Linked DNA regions of Bombyx mori: regions 1 and 3 are each linked to region 2. The links are chromatin contacts, called in public Hi-C maps. All regions are on one chromosome and are shown on one strand. Each heading gives the region's core, a stretch centred on a gene start, on an enhancer-like site or on the middle of the called end of the contact. The rest is flanking DNA. Distances are from core to core; before and after follow the strand shown. Region 1 overlaps LOC101744319 (plasma membrane calcium-transporting ATPase 2). Region 2 overlaps LOC101744319 (plasma membrane calcium-transporting ATPase 2). Region 3 overlaps LOC101744319 (plasma membrane calcium-transporting ATPase 2).

Region 1 (3,135 bases), core at 100-2,599, 88 kb after region 2:
GATTTTCAGTCACCCCCATTTCCCTTTGGTTCTTTGCGGGAATGAAGGCTAGGTACGTGTGTACATACTTAGAATATGGTATAAATTAGTAAAATTAGTAAAAAATAATAATAATAATTGTTGAGCCTTTTCAATTAAACAGAATAGCTATTTTCATGTATCATTAAGTTCCCTCCTCGATGTTTCCGCAGAAGTTGTTCTTCTTTAAACTCGTTTATTCATTCATAATCACTCAGTAATCACACACGATGTGGCTCCGGGTTGATCATTAAAAGGCTTGATCCGGTACTCTCGAGCGTGACTTTTGGACTTTGCTTTGTAAAATCGGTAACTAAGCAGGTTTTTATTTCGTGTATACATTATGTATCTTTGCTAATGCCATAAAAAAACGAAGTAGAATTTACCTTCATCGATAGATGATTTATATTAGTTAAAAGATACAGTCGTACCATAATGTAAACTCAATAATGTGAATAGCGCTAATAATAATAATAAATCGTTATTATCAATATCATCTCAGTATATGTTAGTTATCAGAGTGACATGATTTACATGTACATCGCGATGTGGTGGTAGGACCTCTTATGAGTCCGCACGGGTAGGTACCACCACCCTGCCTATTTCTGCCGTGAAGCAGTAATGCGTTTCGGCTTGAAGGGTGGGGCAGCCGTCGTAACTATACTGAGACCTTAACACTTATATCTCAAGGTGGGTGGCGCATTTACGTCGTAGATGTCTATGGGCTCCAGTAACCACTTAACACCAGGTGGGCTGTGAAGTCATCCACCCATCAAAAGCAATAAAAAAAATTGTATAATTTCGTGATTAATTTATTGATTTCATGTTTTCTATTCCTTTTAAATGGTTACCATTAGTATATACATTTATTTATGTGCTAGTTTATCGGACTTCATTTTTAATGACTTCTATTGTTTTATCATCATGAAATTCTCCAGAAATTACCCGTATTTCCGATGAGAACGCTATACTCGTAGTGTAGTATGGTCTGATCATAAATAAAGACAGGGAATGAAGCAACCGAATGTCACCTTTATAGTTTTTTTAAATACACTAATACGGTGGGCAGCGGCTTGGCTCTGCCCCTGGCATTGCTGAAGTCCATGGGCGACGGTAACCACTCACCATCAGGTGGGCCGTATGCTCGTCTGCCTACAAGGGCAATAAAAAAAAAAAAAAAAAAAAAACTTGATACTTTTTGATAGACATGTCATTGTAGCGCTAGATGAGACAATGCTTATGATAATATACTTGAGTCATTCTATAAATATGCTAACTAATAAACGTTAATTAGTCAATAAAGATACACTATAGGGTCGTGAATAACAACTGACCCCACTTGAACTTTAATGTTGATAGATCGATGCAATACAAGCTGATGAGCTAATTGCAGACCTAATATTAATACGAATCCCTTGACACTTAATAATAAATAATACTGAGACGAAAGTAAAGTCATGTTTTTTTTTATAGCTTAGATGGGTGGACGAGCTCACAGCCCACCTAAGTGGCTACTGGAGCCCATAGACATCTACAACGTAAATGCGCCACCCACCTTGAGATATAAGTTCTAAGGTCTCAAGTATAGTAACAACGGCTGCCCCACCCTTCAAACCGAAACGCATTACTGCTTCACGGCAGAAATAGGCAGGGTGGTGGTACCTACCCGCGCGGACTCACAAGAGGTCCTACCACCAGTAAAACTATGAGATCGAAATCTCCATTGTACCACAATAACTGTTTCCTAGAGAACTATGTCTATGGGCTCTATTAGATATACAACACCAGATGAGCTAATCCGCCCAAGTAGAAAGATCCCCAAAAACGCAATTGTTACAAACGTACACAATTTTATTTTATCGTTCCTCCGCACTTTGTCACTGTCTCTATTTACCCCCGAAAAATAAGAGCAAACGCAATAATTCCAATAAAAACATGAGTCCGACATTTGGTACCCGACCTTGCACCAAGGTCGACATCAGAGGTCAAGGCCATTTCCTCATATCCATTCAGCTAGCGTGTGTACATAATCAGTTAACGTAGTAAATAAAAAAAATGGGTGAAGGTGTACTTAATTTATCTTTAAATTTGGGACAATTTCTACGTAATTTGTTATGTAATGTTAGTTCGTGAATAGTGAGTCATAATTCAAATGCTAATTAACATTAACACAAAAATTTAATCAGACGATGTATTTAGTCATAGACGGAATGCGTATGCATAGTAATATTTTTAACTTTTTGGAATTTTGAAATCTAAAGGTAAAGGAAAAGAAAATTTAGTCCTGTCTATGGTACGTTGAGCTTTATAATGGATACTATTGCGTGTTTAGTGCGAGTTTTTTAACTTTCTCGATAGCATAAAAGTTAATTTAAATGTGTATGCAGTTGGAACAGCGCTCCTAGCGGCAAACGTAGGCAAACGTTCCAACTCCATACAAATTTGAGTTAACTTTTACGGTATCGAGAACGTTAAAAAACTCGCACTAAGTAGACTGGAGATATAACCCATAGTAGGGTGACGTCAGGCAGGTGGCTGTTCGTAAAACTCATGCCAAATACCTATGCAGTATGCTGTAACGACCTTACATAATGTTGGTTAAGGACAAAAAGAAGAATGAGAAGTAAGCACTGGCGTGCGTGGCCTTATAGATAAGAAATCGGGGTACTGATAGTCACGTGAATATGCAATGGCTCGTTTACGGCGTTGGTAATAATAAATTTGCACAACACTAATAATCTGTGTTCACGAATAACTTTCAATCGAACATCACTTTCTCTTTCTGGTTGTTCCCTCAATGCTGAGGATCGTGACTGTATGTCAATCTTCTCCACTCGGTATGTACCGCTCCCTGTATCTGTATGAATATTATGTCCGCAAGTTGTGTTAGTGTGTCATGCGATCCGACTGACCCTCGGCGCCATCGCAAACCCAAGATGCATGGTGGGAATCGAACATCAATTGTATTATAATTCCTGATAGTGATGTAAGCCGGAGTCGGAACGAACTTCCTGCCAGAGTAATGCGATCTGAAAAATAGGTTATCTGCTCCTCCTCCTTGTGTCGTTCTCCTCATTACTGACGGTCGTGACTCCCCCGCTGCATCAACCCAATCGT
Region 2 (2,968 bases), core at 139-2,638:
AGACATGGATGCAGTGTGTGAATGACGATATGAGAGAGAAAGGAGTGATTGTTGAGCTGACGGCTGACGAAGAGAATGGAAGAGAAAAATTAGCTGTTCTAGTGGGATAAGGTAGAGAAAAAGAAGAAGAAGAAGATTTATTACAAATATACGATAGACAGATAAGGACACCCTGATCTATCACTTTGATACATATTTATCTCGAACATACATATTATTATGTATTATGTACATGAGCATAATCTTTGATTTACAAGTACTTACAGAACCGACTCTGTTGTCACAAATCTTTTTTGTTAAATATAAACTTTGAATATAATTACTAGGTTTTGGATCGGTCTTTAGCGGATCTATCTGAGACCTGACACCGATTGACATATAATAATAATTATTATTATACGAAAAACTGTACATTGTAACTGCAATGACGCATTAAAGTTATAATAGTAGTAACAACCGTGAACAAACCACACACGGTCATATTTGGCCCAAAGTTAAATTGCCATTAACTTTTGAATTTTTGCATACATTTCAAGGACCGTTGACAATACAATAATTATACATTAGTCTAAAACATACCAGGATAATCAGGGTAAAAATAAGGTTATTTTAAACTTTAGTTTCCCTGTTCATTCTGCCTCTGTTGAAATACTTGGGCGTAGTGCCTCTCTGATGTTTTCATTTTCCATCATACTTGTTATCGAATGACGTATTTTATTGGACTTATCTTAACGTTCGAGTTTATTAGTTATACATCTTTAGTCTGAATTGCAAATGTACCTCTAACTAACTTTTCCTACCTAGTAACCAGCGCTTTGAAGACCATAGCCTTCTTCATTGTGTAGTTGGGTTATTTACCCAACTATTGAGCTTACTGTGCAACCGGTGTAAAGTGGTCACCGCATATAGACCACATCATGAATGCCACCATCCACCTTGAGACATGAGGTTTAATTCTCTATTGTTAAGTTACACTTTCTCTCATTTTTCATACCGGAACTCATGACTGCTTCGCGAACGCTTCCCTTATGGATTTCAGTACGGACTACGATATGATATAAGATATCTATGAATTAAGATATGATATAAGTGGCGATATTCACATTATAGACTATAGGTTCCTATCCATCCGATTAACAACGAACCCGACGTGAAAAGGAAACCTCGAAAACTGGGTTCGAGAAGAAAGCTAAATTATTAATGGCGGTTGTCCGAGAATATCTCAGTACCAAAATGAAAATAGGTTGTTGAAACTTGATAAAAAAGGGCAAGCATCCCCTATGATAAACCGAACAAGCCAGTCAAATCTCTTGCCCCACACGTATCGGATGCACTTATCGTTGACCTGATAAGCACTGCAGTTGGATTATTTATTCCAAACGGCCTTATCACCAATGAGTCATCGGGTCACGGGTGACACATTAAACTACTCCATCACCAAGGTGGGTGTAGTGACGACCTTATAATTAAAAGGTTAAAGACCTCAACTGTGCGACTCTCTTGGCCTTCACGGAACGCGATCATGGAAATAAGCCGGTTTTTTTTTTCTATGTTCAATTTCGAGTCACCTTGGTTTTTTTAATTAGACATGTACGTATGCGAACGAAATGAAATAAGTAGTAGGTACGTGTTAATATATTAATTTATTTTGATAACGATTAGTTGTACAGCTGTAAACGTATGTTTCATAGAAGTCATGTGGCTTCTTTTGTATTTATCGACGCCATTCGTCCTATTCAGAATTTATGTTATTAATAAATATAAATAAGTTCCTAAGCTAAAGTCTGAGTGCGAGCCAAAAACTTACTCAAATAGGCCGAGTCGGTTTGATGCCAAATAGGCATAACTGAAACCTTAGGCTCGCTTCGGTGTAATATAAAATGAGGCCAATTGACTCATATGACATAACTTGTCAGGGAATTGGCTTCGCTGTGATCATCTTAAAAGAATCCGGCCAGCAAGCGTCTTTTATTGCAGACGTAACATACCTAATGTGTTCCCTCAAGTCACGGAATACCCACTCCATTAATTTGTTTATCTCTGAAGTGGTTTGATTACGTGCGACAATCGGTCATTGAAGAAATAAATTAAATAATTAAGTAAGGAAATAATATGTCTATTCATTATAAGCAACTGGTTTTTTTCCCCTACCTGTGCTGATAGCCTTGAGAGGCTATTTCAGCTTCACCCTAACGCGTGTAGGTGAGCTCACGGAGCACAAACCGGAGTGTTGCTAACACTGACCCTAGCAAGAGCAGTGCTTCGCAGAATCTACCACAGGATAGGAGACGCGACCCACTGAGAAGATCGAGAAACTCAGTGGGCTGTGTCTATGGGTTAATTCGCTCGTCGAGTCCTACGTCGCAAGCGACGGGTTCGACGAGGACGGTGACCGGTGCATGTGATGCCTAAAAGCACTGTTAATAGAGACTGGAATTGTGTTTTATCAAGAAACGAACAAGTAAAAATTACAAATTTGTGATTTAAAACACTCACTGCGCCGTTTTAAAGTCCTTTTTAAAGTAATAATATCCAACCTCTTTATCATATTAAATTGTCACGCTTATGTGCTGAGATGTAAATCAAGGTTATTTATTTATTTACTTCGTTTAGCTAAATACGTAAAATTTCTCAAATGTGAAATATTCATTGCGATTTTCAACTGTTATTTACTGCTGAAAGAACATTTCAATTCGTATATGTTATAGGGGTGATGTGAATTAATATTATGAATCGCACCAAAATTGGCCAATCAGTTTACCTTTGGATGTTAATACCGCTAAATTTTAAATGTATGTTTTTTTTGCGTGTGGGAGTCTCTCGAAGGTCGACTAGTTTCTGAGTGTGTAATTCAATAAGGTCACAAGCGAAGACAATGGCACGTAAAGTTTTTGTAGGCAAGCATAGCATACCTTAACGCCAACACCTTAGAGTCCATAATCCGCAAAAGTATTGACGTTTTGATATT
Region 3 (3,015 bases), core at 466-2,965, 65 kb after region 2:
AACATCAAAATGAGATTTGAGGTCGTGGTCGGTCCGTACAAAATACAACGCTTTCTAACGTCTGTTATTAGTATCATTAAAAGACAGAATGTTAAAAATAAATAGTCTCGTCGAATAGGCGGGTTCTTCGGCAAGGTCGCCGGCTTATAGCCGACCGCAGGTTTTAGTCCGATCATTTATCAACCCTGGAACGTTTTTAACGCCAATAAAGCAATGATGGCTTCGATATCCTTGGTGTTTCGGTTCGTACTGAAGTCTGGACGGCACCTGGTGGATCACAAAAGGTGAATTATGATGTAATTAAAGTTGAAAAGTAAACGACGGCGATAGGTACTGGATAATATAAAACATTCAAGGTTCGGTGCGACGTATTTAGATTTTCAATAAAATACGGTACATAGACATCACAACAAGAATGCCGTCACTCACCTTGAAATGTCAAGGTGTCATTGAGTCGCATGATTGGTATACGCGCATACGGCTGATGGTGAGTGGTTATTATCGCTCATAGACGTCAGCAATGCCAGCAGCAGAGCCATGCCGCTGCCTACCGTTTAATAGTCTCCACAAGCCTCGTTTGAAGAAGGACATGTCATAGCGCTCGGGAAACACTTTGGAGAGGAGCTCATTCCAAAGCCGGATGGTACGTGGCAAAAAAGATCTCTGGAAACGCACTGTGTATGAATGCAGTGGCTCCAGGTACCGTGCATGAAAAATACTAGATGATAACTAACCGTACGGGTTACATATACAAGACGCTACTATCAGAAGTATTATATTATCAAAAAACGTACCAAAATTGATCAGCAATAAAGTTAAATAAGTATATTAGATGGTTTGTTGCGTCAGAACAGCAAAAAACAACGAAGTAGCAACAACAAGGTGCGGTTTATGAGAGTGCAACTATGAAAATTCAAGGTTCAAGAACGAAAGCAATATACGTTAAGTGATGAGTGGTTATTGCACTTGTGTATCGCGTGCAGTACCAATGTTTACGTTAACGGCTGCGGCCGGTCCGCGCAAACTAATTTACGTATAAACTCCCCCTGCCTCGTGGACTCTAATTACGTTTTGTGATGGACAAACGTTGTGTTGAGTATATTCGACTTTGTTATTACGCTTTCTTACGTATTTTATTTATTTACGACTTCGTCCGCGTGGAATAGTTACTTTGGCATAACTTTTTTTATAAAAACTTTTAAAGGGCAACAATTTTTTCATACATTATATTAGCGTAACTTTAACCGTTTCCGCAGCGCACGCAGCGGAACCTATCAAAAGGGAAAAATACCCCGATTTTGAAACATTCTTTATTGGTGCTCCGCTTGCATTGGTCTTAGCGTGATGTTATATAGCCTATAGCCTTCCTCAATAAATGAGCTGACACTGAAAGATTTTTTTAAATCGAACCAGTAATTCCTGAGATTAACGCGTTCAAACAAACTCTTCAGCTTTATAATATTAAGTATAGATTTGGTACGGTTGCAATTGCTAATCGACTTTAACGTTAATCTTCCGCTCGTTCTGTTTACCGAACAAATAATGTTCCTCAAAGAAACATTTTATAAACATTACGTCATCCATAATAATCCGTGCATTAGGGATGGCGCCTCCTAGGAGCGTTCCCGAGGGCGGCCAAGCGGAAAGCGTCCTGCCTGTTCGATAAATCATTTTAAACTGACGCCGGTCGACATCGGCCGTCGGATACTGTCGGTGCTCTGTCGCTACACGTAACGAAATCGCGTCATCGATGACTTATCGCTCTGACTGGCCTTTGACTGGGACCTTGATTGAGAAATTACTGGGTTCGAAAGTACGTTGCGGCCAAACTGGATTATATTTTTCTTGTTTCATGTACATTACTGGTGTTAGGTTACTATGGCGGAATTATAATCATTGACAGGTTAAAATTTATTCTTAAAAAAAAAACTCATTCAGATATTTAAATGAGGTAAACTTAATTGAAGTTCAATTAAAAACATCGAATTGTTGATGCTAATACCAAATAAAACGGACCTTTAATTACAAAGATGAATGTGGCGTATTAAGCGAAATAATGCTTAAACCAAATCGTCTTTCAAACCTCGATAAGTCAAACACTGGTGATTTTTTATCTGCATAGGATACAAACTGATATATTATTTTGTCGAATCCAAGGATCAGTGTCTGGTTAAAATACGGCCCAACGTACTGATTATGATTTAAAAAAAAACGTATTTTTTCGCTAAGAAATACTGAATTTAGCGGTGAGTGTGCCGGTTTATAAGGCATGACGTTATCATCAAGGTATGACAATGTGAGCGGAATATGTTAATGATAAATCGGTGATGTCATTGTGGGATGTTGGTAATGTGTGTTTGCAGACTTAAAAATTATAGCCAGTTGAAGTACGACTAGTATTAGTAGTAAAAGATTTGTAAAGGCCAAACTTCGGTAACGTTCTGAATCAAATCATATCATAACCGTTTTAATCAAAGCGATATTTCATAATATTGTTTGCCACTTCAAAAATTACTTTTTCTCTTCTGCTATTCATTATTGGTTTAAATGAAGGACTAATGAAATTTTTATTTTTTTCGTGACATGGTCGGTAAACGAGCTCACAGACCATCTGGTGTTTAGTGGTTATTACATCCCATAGAAATTACTGGCCACTTTGAAATATGAGGTATAAATCTAAATAGTGTTGTCTAAACCTTCAAACTGGAACGCAGGACTGTTACGTGGCAGAAATAGTCAGTTTTTTTTCCTACCTAAGATGATGGCCTTGAGGAGGCTATGTCAGCGTAACCTAACAAGGAGGTGAGCTCCGAAATTACGTGCTTAGGGCTACGTCGACTGTTTACCATTCGGTCTACAGGATCGGGAATATAATTACCGGCGGCCAGTATGGGAGGGTTCTCGAGTTGTGCCGCTTTTTCGAAATGGCGCACTCATGCCAACTTTAGATGTGTAAACTCCACTTCCAACAGTCAGGAAATAATACACAGATTGCAGTAGTTTACTTAATTCTGT

The links. A called contact is a pair of places that touch in the nucleus more often than the background predicts.
Region 1: a Hi-C map of whole pupa shows a contact between it and region 2, with 2.4 times the contacts expected there. The contact joins two enhancer-like sites. A contact is called at or near these places in 4 of 7 Hi-C or Micro-C datasets (midgut and whole pupa).
Region 3: a Hi-C map of middle silk gland shows a contact between it and region 2, with 1.8 times the contacts expected there. The contact joins two enhancer-like sites. A contact is called at or near these places in 3 of 7 Hi-C or Micro-C datasets (middle silk gland and whole pupa).

Annotation. Positions count from the first base shown.
Region 1 is chr27:9,971,600-9,974,734 of ASM3026992v2, reverse strand. All of the region lies in intron 5 of LOC101744319 (plasma membrane calcium-transporting ATPase 2), which reads left to right. Among protein-coding and RNA genes, the nearest start is that of LOC134201556, 50 kb to the right of the region's middle. Within about 2 kb of position 1,349, at least 3 of the 8 cell types and tissues checked have open chromatin away from gene starts, as enhancers often do.
Region 2 is chr27:10,060,066-10,063,033 of ASM3026992v2, reverse strand. The region is part of intron 3 of LOC101744319 (plasma membrane calcium-transporting ATPase 2); the gene reads left to right. Among protein-coding and RNA genes, the nearest start is that of LOC134201557, 4.5 kb to the right of the region's middle. Within about 2 kb of position 1,388, at least 5 of the 8 cell types and tissues checked have open chromatin away from gene starts, as enhancers often do.
Region 3 is chr27:9,995,226-9,998,240 of ASM3026992v2, reverse strand. All of the region lies in intron 5 of LOC101744319 (plasma membrane calcium-transporting ATPase 2), which reads left to right. Among protein-coding and RNA genes, the nearest start is that of Mir3409, 37 kb to the left of the region's middle. Within about 2 kb of position 1,715, at least 8 of the 8 cell types and tissues checked have open chromatin away from gene starts, as enhancers often do.